3 separate regions of the Mus musculus genome follow, and regions 2 and 3 are each linked to region 1. The links are chromatin contacts, called in public HiChIP or PLAC-seq and capture Hi-C maps. All regions are on one chromosome and are shown on one strand. Each heading gives the region's core, a stretch centred on a gene start, on an enhancer-like site or on the middle of the called end of the contact. The rest is flanking DNA. Distances are from core to core; before and after follow the strand shown.

Region 1 (3,551 bases), core at 1-2,500:
AAAAACACCTTGAGAAGTCGCTGGTCTAAACATGAAGTGGTGTTATATGGGGGTGGCTTGTCCAGTCCATCTTAGTATCTGTCCTGGAAAGGAGCAGGTGTCAGGGACAGAATGGAGACGAAACAAGTCCACCTGTAGACACTTCACAGATGAAGGGAACAGAAGCGTGGAGTGGGAGATTGCTCAGAGGAAGACATGGACAGGGAATGGCTCCCACTCACCCTGTGTCTACAACCTGCCTATGTATGACACCAGGCACCCCCAAGACCCCTCTTCCATCTACTGGGCTCATTTTGGATATCATCAACCATACTACTCCTAACCTTACAGGAAGCCTGCCTCAGCTTGACATCCTAGAATATTCCAGAAATCCATCTGTTGTGAGAAAAAGAATCTGGCTTCAGAGGACCCTGTCTTCCTCTAAGTGGGTAAGAGGTGCGAGCACTGGTTTTCTCATTGTAGCATGGGACTTGCTAGTCATGCCTATTGCACGGGGCTGCTGTGGATACTGGCTGGTCTGCTGTCTTCACAGGATCTGGCTTGCAGGGATTGGGGTGGGTCGTCTTGCCTCTGTGTGCAGCAGAATCTGTATACATCCCGAGACAGAGGAGAATGCAAACTGTTGAACATAAAATCTGAAGCGAGCCTCTTACCCAGGTCATCCGGGTCCCAGGAAGGTGTGTCACTTCAGACCCCTTCCCGCAGCAACTACCTGCCCCACCTAAGCAACTGTGGGGCAACCAACTCTCCAGAGGGGGGTTTGCAACCTGGAGGCCTAGCCTCACTTCAAGTATGAGCTGAGGCTGACACCTAGTGGTCATTTCTGTAACTGCGGGGCCCTTAGGCAAATCAGGTCAGCTTCTGCAGAGCCGCTCTGCCTGGCTCCAAAACACCAGCTGCTTTGGATAGGGGCATGATCTAGAAGCTTCTGCACTCCTGTCCCTGCTGTTATAGCCCCCACCCCAGACAGAAGCAGAAATAGTTATCCCTCCCCCCATGCTTACCTCTCCCTCTCGTCGGTATCACAAAGGGGAATGCAAGGCACAAAGAGGTGACCCGCTCCTCTCTGCCACATAGCTCCACACACAGATGAGATGAGAAGAGATGATACTCAACAAACAGGACAGCAGACAAGAAGTCTCCAGGGGACAGAGGAGAGCAAGAGGAAATGACCTGGCCTGGGCTTAGAAACTTCAAGTCCCAGCTTGTTGGGTGAGCTGCGTCCAGAGCCTGCCATTCACTGAGCCTCGGACTCTTTAACTGTGCCACAGGCCGAGTCTCAAGTTGGCTGACTGTGGCCATCCCCTGGGCAGGGTTTCTGGCCAGCCATGCTTGCCCAGTCCTGAGCAATAGGGAAATGAAAACCAGGCAGAGTAGGGCTAAGGCAGGCTTACCTTTCGAACTCTTTCTCAATGGTTCTTGGTAGAACCATCCTCAGAGCACTGGACTTCAGATTCCAGTGCCCTCAGAGTAACTCCCTGTCCCTAGGCTTCTCCAGAGAAACCACTTAACCTTTTGGCCTGGACCCATAGTGGTCTCCTCTCCTCCAGCCCCCCACCCCCTGGAGGACACCAGACAGCTCTTTCTAGGTGCCATAGCAGGCTTGGGCCTCCTTAGTCTCTGACCCCAGACCTGGCCCCTGGGGTCGGGGGGGGGGGGGTGGAGAGGCCACAAGGAGCTTAACCCCAACAGGATGAAGGCGCCATAATTAGGGTCAGGCGGTTGGCTGAGCCTGCGGAAATCTCCAGCTTAGTATGGATGGGGGCTCAACCTGAAGGGGGGTAAGAGCAGAAGTGAAGGGCCAGAAGAGGCCAGGCATGCAGAGATCCAAGGGCTTAGGCCCCAGCCATCCCCTGAACAAGCCGACTAGGGACAACTGAACACAGACCCCTTACTCTCCAAAGTGTCAACCCCGTGGAAGAAGGATGACCCAGACGATCCCGCCCCCGTCCCAGAGGTCCTGATTCTCCCTCAGGCTGGGATGCACCAGTATCAGCCCCTACCAGTGCCTTTGGCAGGGGGAGAGCCATGTGGGAAAGGCTGGCCCCTGCAATCCCAGGGCAGTCCAGGCCGGCCCTGTTTGTAATCTTAGCAAGGCATCACTTTCCACTGTGGAATGTAACACCCAGGAGATGAAGCAGGGCAGAGGAGGGCAAGCACATTCAAGGGGTTGCTCCTTAGCTCTGCAACTGAAGGAAAAAGGAGCCCTTTCTTCCCCATTCATTTCTGAGTCTGTGATGGGGGGGGGGGGATACAACCCAGGCTAAAGTCTCAGGCTGGCTTGGTCAGGTGTCCCCAGGACATCCCCATCTGGAACTGTCACACAGACAGCCAGGCTGTATCATCACCCACTAGAGGAGACAGGTCTAACATGGAAGTGTCTCAGGTCATGTGCAGGAGAACCCCCACATGAGGCTAGAATGAGAGGCTGAGGGGAGCCGAGAAAGCAGACCTCCCACCCTTCCTCTGGCCTGAAATCCACACAGCTGCACGTGCAGACAGACACACACACAGAGGCACGTGCACTCACTCCAGCGCATGAGTCCCTGCACGTCCCAGGAGCTACAAGTCCCAGCCCCTTCACTCCCCTCTGATAACTTCGAAGTTTCCGGCAGGGCAGACACGTCGCCTGCAGGCTGGCTATGCCAGACATGTGCCAGGCCAGCTGCCAGGGCCCAGTGCTCTGGACTTTCTGGGCCAGAACTCTGCCCCACGAGTTCTACCCTGCTCAGTCTCAGGAATGGGTGTCTCAGAGATCTCCACTGCAGGGACACTGGGAACACAGAAAGATAGAGGGAAACAGAAGCTCTGAAAGGCCAGCGCGGCTGGGACAGAGGTTGTGGGGAGCCAGAAAAAATGGAGGTCTGCGTCAGCTTGTGCTTGGGGCTAGGAAAGTGTGCAGAAGACCTAGACAAAAGATATCGGGGCTCCCCAAAGGGGCAGAGGGCGTGAGGCTGTGTGAGTTCAAATCTCTGCACTGCTACTTCAGGGCTGGGCGCCTTGAGATGAGTTGGGTTGGTAGGGGGGTGCTCACTGAGCCAACACACACACATGCACACATGTATGCACACATACACACACATACTCAGTGCCATTTGCAAGCGGTGGGAGTTGGGGGGAGAGCAGGGAAATAGGAAGGTCCTGGTAGTTGCTAGCAAGCCAAAGCTAACCACTAGGGGATTCAAGGAAGCGCTGCACTTCTGAAAGGCCACAGAGGACCGCAGAGCCTGGGGACCTCAGAGCCAGGGAACCTCAGAGCCCTGTCCTATTCGTTCTCCTTGCATGGTGTGACAAGGTGAAGACCATCTACCACCATGCTGGTATCTTCCCAAAGACTTGCAGAGGGCCTTGCAGATCTCTCCAGGCCAAGCCCATAGTGTTCAGAAGAGGGAGTGGGGGCAAGGAGAGACTTTCTCCAGCTCACTGTGAAGGCAGTGGTGGGTCTCCTGGCCCTGGCCTCTGTGAAGCTATCTGCCCTGTTTTGAAAAGCAAAGCAGGGACAAAGCTCCCTTAAGCCCAAGAGGACAAAGGCCTTGAAGCCACAGCTGCAG
Region 2 (3,456 bases), core at 387-2,886, 600 kb before region 1:
GAAAAATGTTCTTCCCCTTGGAGGGGTTTAAGCCATGAATAAGAATTTGAATTCTCAGCCGGGTGTGGTGGCGCACGCCTTTAATCCCAGCACTTGGGAAGCAGAGGCTGGCGAATTTCTGAGTTCAAGGCTAGCCTGGTCTACAGAGTGAGTTCCAGGACAGCCAGGGCTACACAGAGAAACCCTGTCTTGAAAAACAAAAAACAACAAAAAAAAAGATTTTGAATTCATTTCTCTCCCTGTACCTTCTGTCTCTGTTGTCTAATATGTCATTTATCTGTGTACTGTGTGTATGATTAATAAGGGATATATATATATCAGAAAACATGGCATGTGAAAGGAATAAGGACTTTCTTCTAGAAATATTTTTAAATAAATTTAAACAGATTGAATACACAGTAGGGAAACAAGACAGGTACATAATTTTAAATGTCTCAAATCTTTAATTTGGTTTCAAGGTCTTCAGTTTCTGAAGGCAAATATTTTGGGGGGAAAAAAACCCAAACTATTCCCACAACACTGAACACTCTCATGAAGTCAGTACCAATATACACCTTGCAAACATAAAGCTAAAATGAAACTAATCTCATCGCGCTGCTAAAATTGGTGGGTCAGGGTCCGAACCAACATCTATCTGGATAACCAAAAGTTTCCGTTCTTCCCATCACTCTGAAATATTTAGGAATGACTAAGCAAAGCACGTGACCTGAACACTTTTTTTTTAAAGTTTATATGTATGTGTGTGCAGGTGCTTACAGAGACCAAGAAGGCCTTGGATCCCTGGAGCTGGAGCCTTCTTACACGGGTGCTGGAAATCAAATCCAGGTCCTGTGCAAGAGCAGGAAGCACTCTTCTTAATCTTTGAGCCACAGCTTTAGACATAAACATTTTAAGGCCTTGACATAAACATTTTAAATTATACAAATTTCACAATACTTGGGTTGGTATTATCATCTCAATCGAAAAAAAAAAAAGCCAAAAAAAAAAAAAACAAAAAACAAAAAACCAAGGCTCAAGTAAGTTGGATACTTTCAAGATCTTGTAGCCTTAGGATACAGGAATAGCCTTTTGTCCTCAAGCATTCCTCAGCGTGGCAGGCATGTTTGGATTTCCAGCTCTTTAAACGCTGTGCATTTGTCAACTAGTATGCAATAGGTAAGCGAGAGCGAGCGCTCCACGTGCCAGGGTCTTAATGAATTTGCACAAGGACAGGACTGGGTGGGTCACTGCGCAAGCCAAAAGACAGAAACGTGCGCAAACACCATCGCGCTCCCGGGACAGCTCCCCGAGGCAGAGCTGTACGCACGCGCAGAGGCTGGCACGCGTTAGAGCATCCTTACCCCCATGGGCGAAAATAACCAAAAACTGCGAACAGCACCCGTTAACAGGTCTTCCTGCCTCTAGAGGGCCCTAGCATCGTGGCGCAGCACCCTGACCTGGCAGCGCGTCCTTTCTCACCCACAAACACTTGAGATATTAAAACAGCTCAAAGGCGCTTAGGTTTCCAAGTGCGGGAGACAGGAGGGTGAACGTAAGTACCAGGATCTAGAAACTGGCCTGCCCCGGGGACAGCGACTTCCTCTCCAGCCCCGGAAGTACCTCAAGAATGGGCGGGCTCTAGCTCGAAGCGGAAGCAAGGGGCGGTCCCGCCTAGGGGGCGGGGATTCAGCGGGGGACTCAGTCCCCGAGCCTTGTCACTCTTGGCTTCCGCCCGGGTGAGGTGTCTATGGAGGGGCTCCTGGCCCAGCTGTGTGGCACGGACGCGGCGCGGCCGCTCCCGCTGTGGGAAGGGGACACGACGGGCCACTGCTTCACCCAGCTGGTGCTCAGCGCCCTTCCCCACGCGCTCCTCGCCGTCCTCAGTGCCTGCCACTTGGGCACCCCAAGGTGAGACTGCAACGAGGCACCAACTCACATCGCTCCCAGATGTCCCTGGGATTGCGAGGTCTCTGTAGGGCAGAAGCAGAATAAAAGCTGACTGTTCGCACTCAGTTGAGCAAGCCACCTACCTTCTCGGAGTCTCCGCAGTTTTGAGCGGGTTCAATGACACAAGGCGTTTAAACACCGAGTGCGGCGCCTGTCATATCCTTAAAGTTGCCAATGCATCTCTCTTGCAGAGTTTTAAATGTCCTAGTGGAGCTGCCATGAATTGGAGGCAAACTTAGATAAACGTTTTAGCAAAAAAAAAAAAAAAAAAAAAAAAAAAGGATGCTTGTATAGGGCCAGTGGCACGCCACTTCCATCCAGCAAGCCCTGCTATCCCTAGGCTAAAAGCCCATGTAGACTCTGCTGGAGAGAAGCTGTAGGAAGAAGAGTAACGAAATCAAAATCTTAGAACTAACTTGGCTTTGTGTTGTGAGGTGTTGGTGCTACACTCGCCTTGATTTTATATTTAGTTCTTGGATGGCCAAGTTAAGTCCTTCTGTCCCTTTTGCAGAATGAAGCAAAAGCCTAGAAGAGGTTAGTACAGACACCCACAGCAAGCCTGCTCAGGTCAGGCATGTGAAGCCTTTAATCCCAACTCTTGGGAGACAGAGGCAGGTGGATGGATGCCTGTGAGTCCAAGGCCAGCCTGGTCTACAAAGTGAGTTCCAGGCCAGGCAGGGCTAATAAGAGAGCGCCTGTCAAAAAAAAAAAAAAAAAAAAAAAGGGGTGGTCTAGTCTAAGCTTTTCTAGAGGCAGAGGGATCTCAGCTTGGGCCACATGAGAGGGAACAAAAGGAACTAAAGTGTCTAGTTTATAGATAAACATTTTTTAGGACTGCAAAGAGCTTAACAGACTCAGTTGAGTTGTTTTGTGTTGTTGAAATAGGGTGTCATTCTGTATGCCCGGCCTAGAACTCAAGGAGATCTGCCTGCTCCTGCCTTCTAAGTACTGGGATTAAAGAAATATGGCTCCAGCCTCACCCTCTGCTTTTTTGATCAGTTGGTTGATTGATTTTGCCCAACTGTATGACTGTGCACCACTTGGGTGCAATGCCTGAGGAGGCCAGAGGGGAGGGCATCAGATCCCCTGGAATTGGAGTTTCAGACAGCCATGAGCTGCCATGTGAGTGCTGGGAACTGAACCCTTGGTCCTCTGTAAGAGCAGCCAGTGCTCTTAACTGCCCGGCTGTCTCTCTAGCCCCAATTTCATTCTTTTTAAAAATACTGGAAGAGTTTTATGCATAAGAGTGTTCGACAGCAATTATTCATATGTGCTACATGCATGTCGGGTAAAAGATGGCATTGGGTGCCCTGGAACTAGTGTTACAGAGGACAGTGAGCTATCATATGGGTGCTCGGAACTGACCTCAGATCCTCTGCAAGAACATCTCTACCAACCCAGTTTTCTTTTATGTGAACTTGGAAATGCATTCTGATAGTCACTGCTATAACTTTTTTCTCTTTGATTTTTTTTTTTTTTGTAAGACAAAGCTTTGCTATGTAGCCTTGGAAATCTTTTGCATCTCCACCC
Region 3 (3,370 bases), core at 669-3,168, 900 kb before region 1:
GGTGCTCTCTAAGCTGGTAATAATTCAGAGTGACTTAGAGCTGCTGGCCGTGTCTTACTCCTTCCCTTGAGGTCTCAGTGAGGAAGTAGGAACACCAGCAGCATGAAGTCTCCCTTAGAGAAAGCAGGCAACACTGCCAGCCAGTTCAACACAGTGAGCTCTTGGGTCAGCTCATTCACTGTGCAAGCCAGCATTCTTGCCCAGGTTTCGTCCCGTAGCTCCTCCAGTAGACCGTGCCTAAGCAAAGTCCTAGAGCTTAGGTTGAGGTTAGAAATTCCATCTTTAGTCTCTGCAGAGCAGGCAGACTCCAGGAGTTTGCAGTGATGTGTGGTTGCTGGTCTCTTTCAGGTCTCCCGGGGCCTCAGCGCCAGCACTGTGGACCTTTCTTCAAGTAGCTGACATTCAACTCCCTCTTTTAGTCTGCTGGGTCCCCACAGCCCTTACAGCATTCCCCATGGCTCCTGTCTCTTCCCCAACTCAATAGGATGGTGAAGAGGGAGCGGTGTATGTGGTAGATTGCTGCTTCTAGGGTCTAGGCTCCTTCCCTGGGAACCCCCCTTCGGAAGGGCCCTCAGGATAACATGATCTCTACTTTGGAGTCCTCTAGAGTAGCTGACTGAGGCTCCCAAGGTGGGAGAAAGTGGGTCTGCACCTCAGGGATGCGCCTGATGCTGGCTCTTCTGTCAGTTTGGGGCTGGCCAACTGGGCTGCCTTGCCCTGGTCTCTTTTACCCTCTGCTGCCTCACTACAGGTCCACATATTTCACTGTTTCTTTAATAAATGAACCAGGTAACATTTTGTGTTCGGAGTCTTCATTGAAGACGTTGTTCAGGACCCTTCCTAGAAGGATGAGGGCAGTGGTAGTGTGCAGGACTGTTGAATTCTTGGCTCAATGGTTCCCTCCGTGTTTGTACCCTCTTTAGCAGGGCCTGGAGGAAGACTTCTGGGGGATGGGGAATGAGGCACACAAGAAGAAGGTGCTGTGGACGGGGTTGTCAGGGACATGTGGTGGCCATGTGGCAGGACCCTGGAGTCCTGGCGCCACTTCTCCTGCCTGTGAGGCCCTCTGTGGCTTCCTTCCCCCCTCCCAGCTGCTTGGGGGAAGGGAGGTCTAAGCAGGCCTGGGGGGCCCTCCAGAGCCAGAAGGGGGACAAGGCGCTATCCATCCTCTCTTGCATATCCTGGAGGCCTGTCAGCAGCTGGGGCCCATCTTCTAAAGCTTGACTTCTTCTGACCCGCCTCCCACACCCCTTGCTGCTTTCACAACAAAGAAAGAATGTGGGGGTGGTGGCGCTGGGGGTGGAGGGTGCCTGGAACAAGGGCTGCGTTGGGCCTCCCCACAGCTGGAGATTTGGCCATGCCCTGACACAGCCCAGACTGCTTGGAGATGGACTTGGGATGTATGTCTGTTTAATAGCTCTCGCTGGGGGTTGGAGCCCAGGGTTTCTACCTTGGGTTCAGATTTGTCCAGTGTCACGCACGCCCCTCCCCCTCCCTGGCTACATCTGTTCCACCGGGCACCACAGCTGTGCCCTCCTTGTCTTCTGAGACATCCTGGCTATGTCCTCCTTGCCTTCTTCTGAGACACCCTGCTGGTCTGTCTCATGCAGCACTTTGGGTTGCTTAACTCCAGCAACTTGGAGAATTCTGGGCAAACTATTGCTCCAGATCTCCAGGTAGGTTCAGAGGGCCTAACGGAGTTCTGAGAGTCACTTTGGTTCTCTTGCGTCCCAGTGGATAGATTAGGCGGTGGGAACAACACCCAGGTCTCCGGCACTCCCCTAAGACGGCCACTGCTGCTCCCCCCCCCCCCCATCATTCCCCAGATCCTTCTTTCTATTGCCAGCTCCTCCCCTCGACGGCGGGGAAGGGGGCGTCAGGGGGCGGGGCGCCGTGCAGGCGGAGAGGAGGGGGCGTCGGGGGCGTGGCTTGGCTGCGGCGGCGGCGCGCTCGAGGGCTTGGATGTACGGGGCGCGCGCGGCTCCAGCTCCGGACGCCTCGGGCTCGGGCTGTAGCTGCTGCGGCGGCCCCCGCGCTCCGGTCCGCGCGCCCGCTCGCCGTGTGCCTTGAACCTCGCTGCTCGTCTGCAGCCCGCCAGGATGGGAGCCCGCCCGCTGACTCTGCTCAGAGCCCTGCTTCTGCCGCTGCTGGCCGGTGAGTCCCCCGAGAACCGGGAGGATCCGAGCTGTGCTTTGAGAAGCGCGGGAGTCCCGGGGGCTGGAAGGGCCCTGGAGAGGTGGGCTGGGCAGTTGGGGAGGTGGAGAGGCTCGCTAGGGGCTCGAGGATCCTGGGTTGGCGACGCCCCCTACGCGGTGGCGACACGGTGCACTGGGGCGCGGGGACGCGTTTGCTGTGAGTTCTCTCCGCCCGATCCGAGAGTTTGCTCGAGCGTTGCCCGGAGTCGCTGGCTCCCAAGCTCTGCTAAGATCTCCCTTTTGGAGAAGCAGTGCCCTCCCATCCCGTGAAAAGGTGCGGACGCGGACACCCAGGAATGCCCCGGGCCTTGGAGCCCAGATGAGGGGGATAGGCCTGGCTCCCGATCCCGTCCGAGCTGACATGGGGCGCGCCTGGCGCGGAGCTTTGTTACCTATGCCGGCCCGACGCGCCCGGGTCCCTCCCTGCAAGTTCCGGGGCAAAGCTGGAACCCCAGATGGCCCTGCGGGTGAGGGCAGGTTAGACTGAGAAGTGCCTAATCTTCTCCTCCAACTAGGCCTTGAGCCTACTCGGTGCCAGGGTCGTATCCCTGGAGCGGAGGGTCCCAGGCTGTAGTGGTGACTAATGAGTGAAGGCCGCTGCCAAAATCGGGCATGGCCGGCTTGCCAAGGTGCGGACGGGCTTTGCTTTGCTGTTTCCTGGATTTCCATCCTGTCCGTGTGTCCGTGTTCTCGGAGGAAAGGATTGTCTCTCTTCCTAAGGGCAGAAAGGCAAAGAGAGAGATAGAACGAGAGAGAGAGAGAGAGAGAGAGAGAGAGAGAGAGAGAGAGAGAGAGAGAGCGCCCAACTCTGGCTTTTCGTGAAGGGTCTCTCTACTTTGGTGAGGGTGTGGCCCCCCCGCCCCCCCCCCCCATCTCCAGGGCAAACAAGGGGCACCCTGTCCCGCAGACTTTTATTTCCTGGCTGATCACACCTGAGAGTCGGTCACAACTAAGGTGTTGTAAGTGACTTAACCGGAAATCGCCAAGCCACCCATATACCCAGTCTGCTGGTCCAAATGACTCCCTCCTTACCTTCCAAGACAAAACTACCAGTGGTGGTCTGCGGAAACAGCCCTCCTTGGGGAGACAGTCTGCGGGGGTGGGGGTGGGGGTGTCTTAGTCCTTAACCTAAAAAGAACTTACTTAGCCTTCTCTTTAATGAGTTCTAGCCGGGA

Evidence for each region. HiChIP or PLAC-seq counts read pairs in DNA pulled down with a chosen protein or histone mark. Capture Hi-C pulls out chosen DNA fragments and counts their contacts.
Region 2: a contact with region 1 is called in an H3K4me3 HiChIP or PLAC-seq map of pro-B cells, with 9 times the contacts expected there. The contact joins the promoter of Abcc10 here to the promoter of BE949265 in region 1. A contact is called at or near these places in 2 of 15 datasets of contacts at CTCF or cohesin (large pre-B cells and pro-B cells), 5 of 484 Hi-C or Micro-C datasets (CD4 T cells, the G1E-ER4 cell line, erythroblasts and 1 more), 10 of 115 datasets of contacts at active chromatin or transcription factors (astrocytes, embryonic forebrain, embryonic hindbrain and 7 more) and 3 of 9 other capture datasets (adipose tissue, liver and pancreatic islet).
Region 3: a capture Hi-C map of embryonic stem cells shows a contact between it and region 1, with 2.5 times the contacts expected there. The contact joins the promoter of Ptk7 here to the promoter of BE949265 in region 1. A contact is called at or near these places in 1 of 15 datasets of contacts at CTCF or cohesin (large pre-B cells), 2 of 115 datasets of contacts at active chromatin or transcription factors (embryonic stem cells and stem cell-derived neural progenitor cells) and 1 of 9 other capture datasets (embryonic stem cells).

Annotation. Positions count from the first base shown.
Region 1 is chr17:45,728,618-45,732,168 of GRCm38.p6, reverse strand. BE949265 (cDNA sequence BE949265) reads right to left here and starts at 1,250. Exons shown (of 2, transcript NR_169044.1): 1 at 1,005-1,250; 2 at 1-586. It also overlaps a transcript of 1600014C23Rik not described here.
Region 2 is chr17:46,326,203-46,329,658 of GRCm38.p6, reverse strand. It overlaps Abcc10 (ATP-binding cassette, sub-family C (CFTR/MRP), member 10), which reads left to right and starts at 1,636. Exons shown (of 21, transcript NM_170680.2): 1 at 1,636-1,887. The coding sequence starts at 1,727.
Region 3 is chr17:46,628,052-46,631,421 of GRCm38.p6, reverse strand. It overlaps Ptk7 (PTK7 protein tyrosine kinase 7), which reads left to right and starts at 1,918. Exons shown (of 20, transcript NM_175168.4): 1 at 1,918-2,154. The coding sequence starts at 2,100. Klc4 (kinesin light chain 4) reads left to right here. Exons shown (of 16, transcript NM_001357130.1): 16 at 349-793. The coding sequence ends at 399.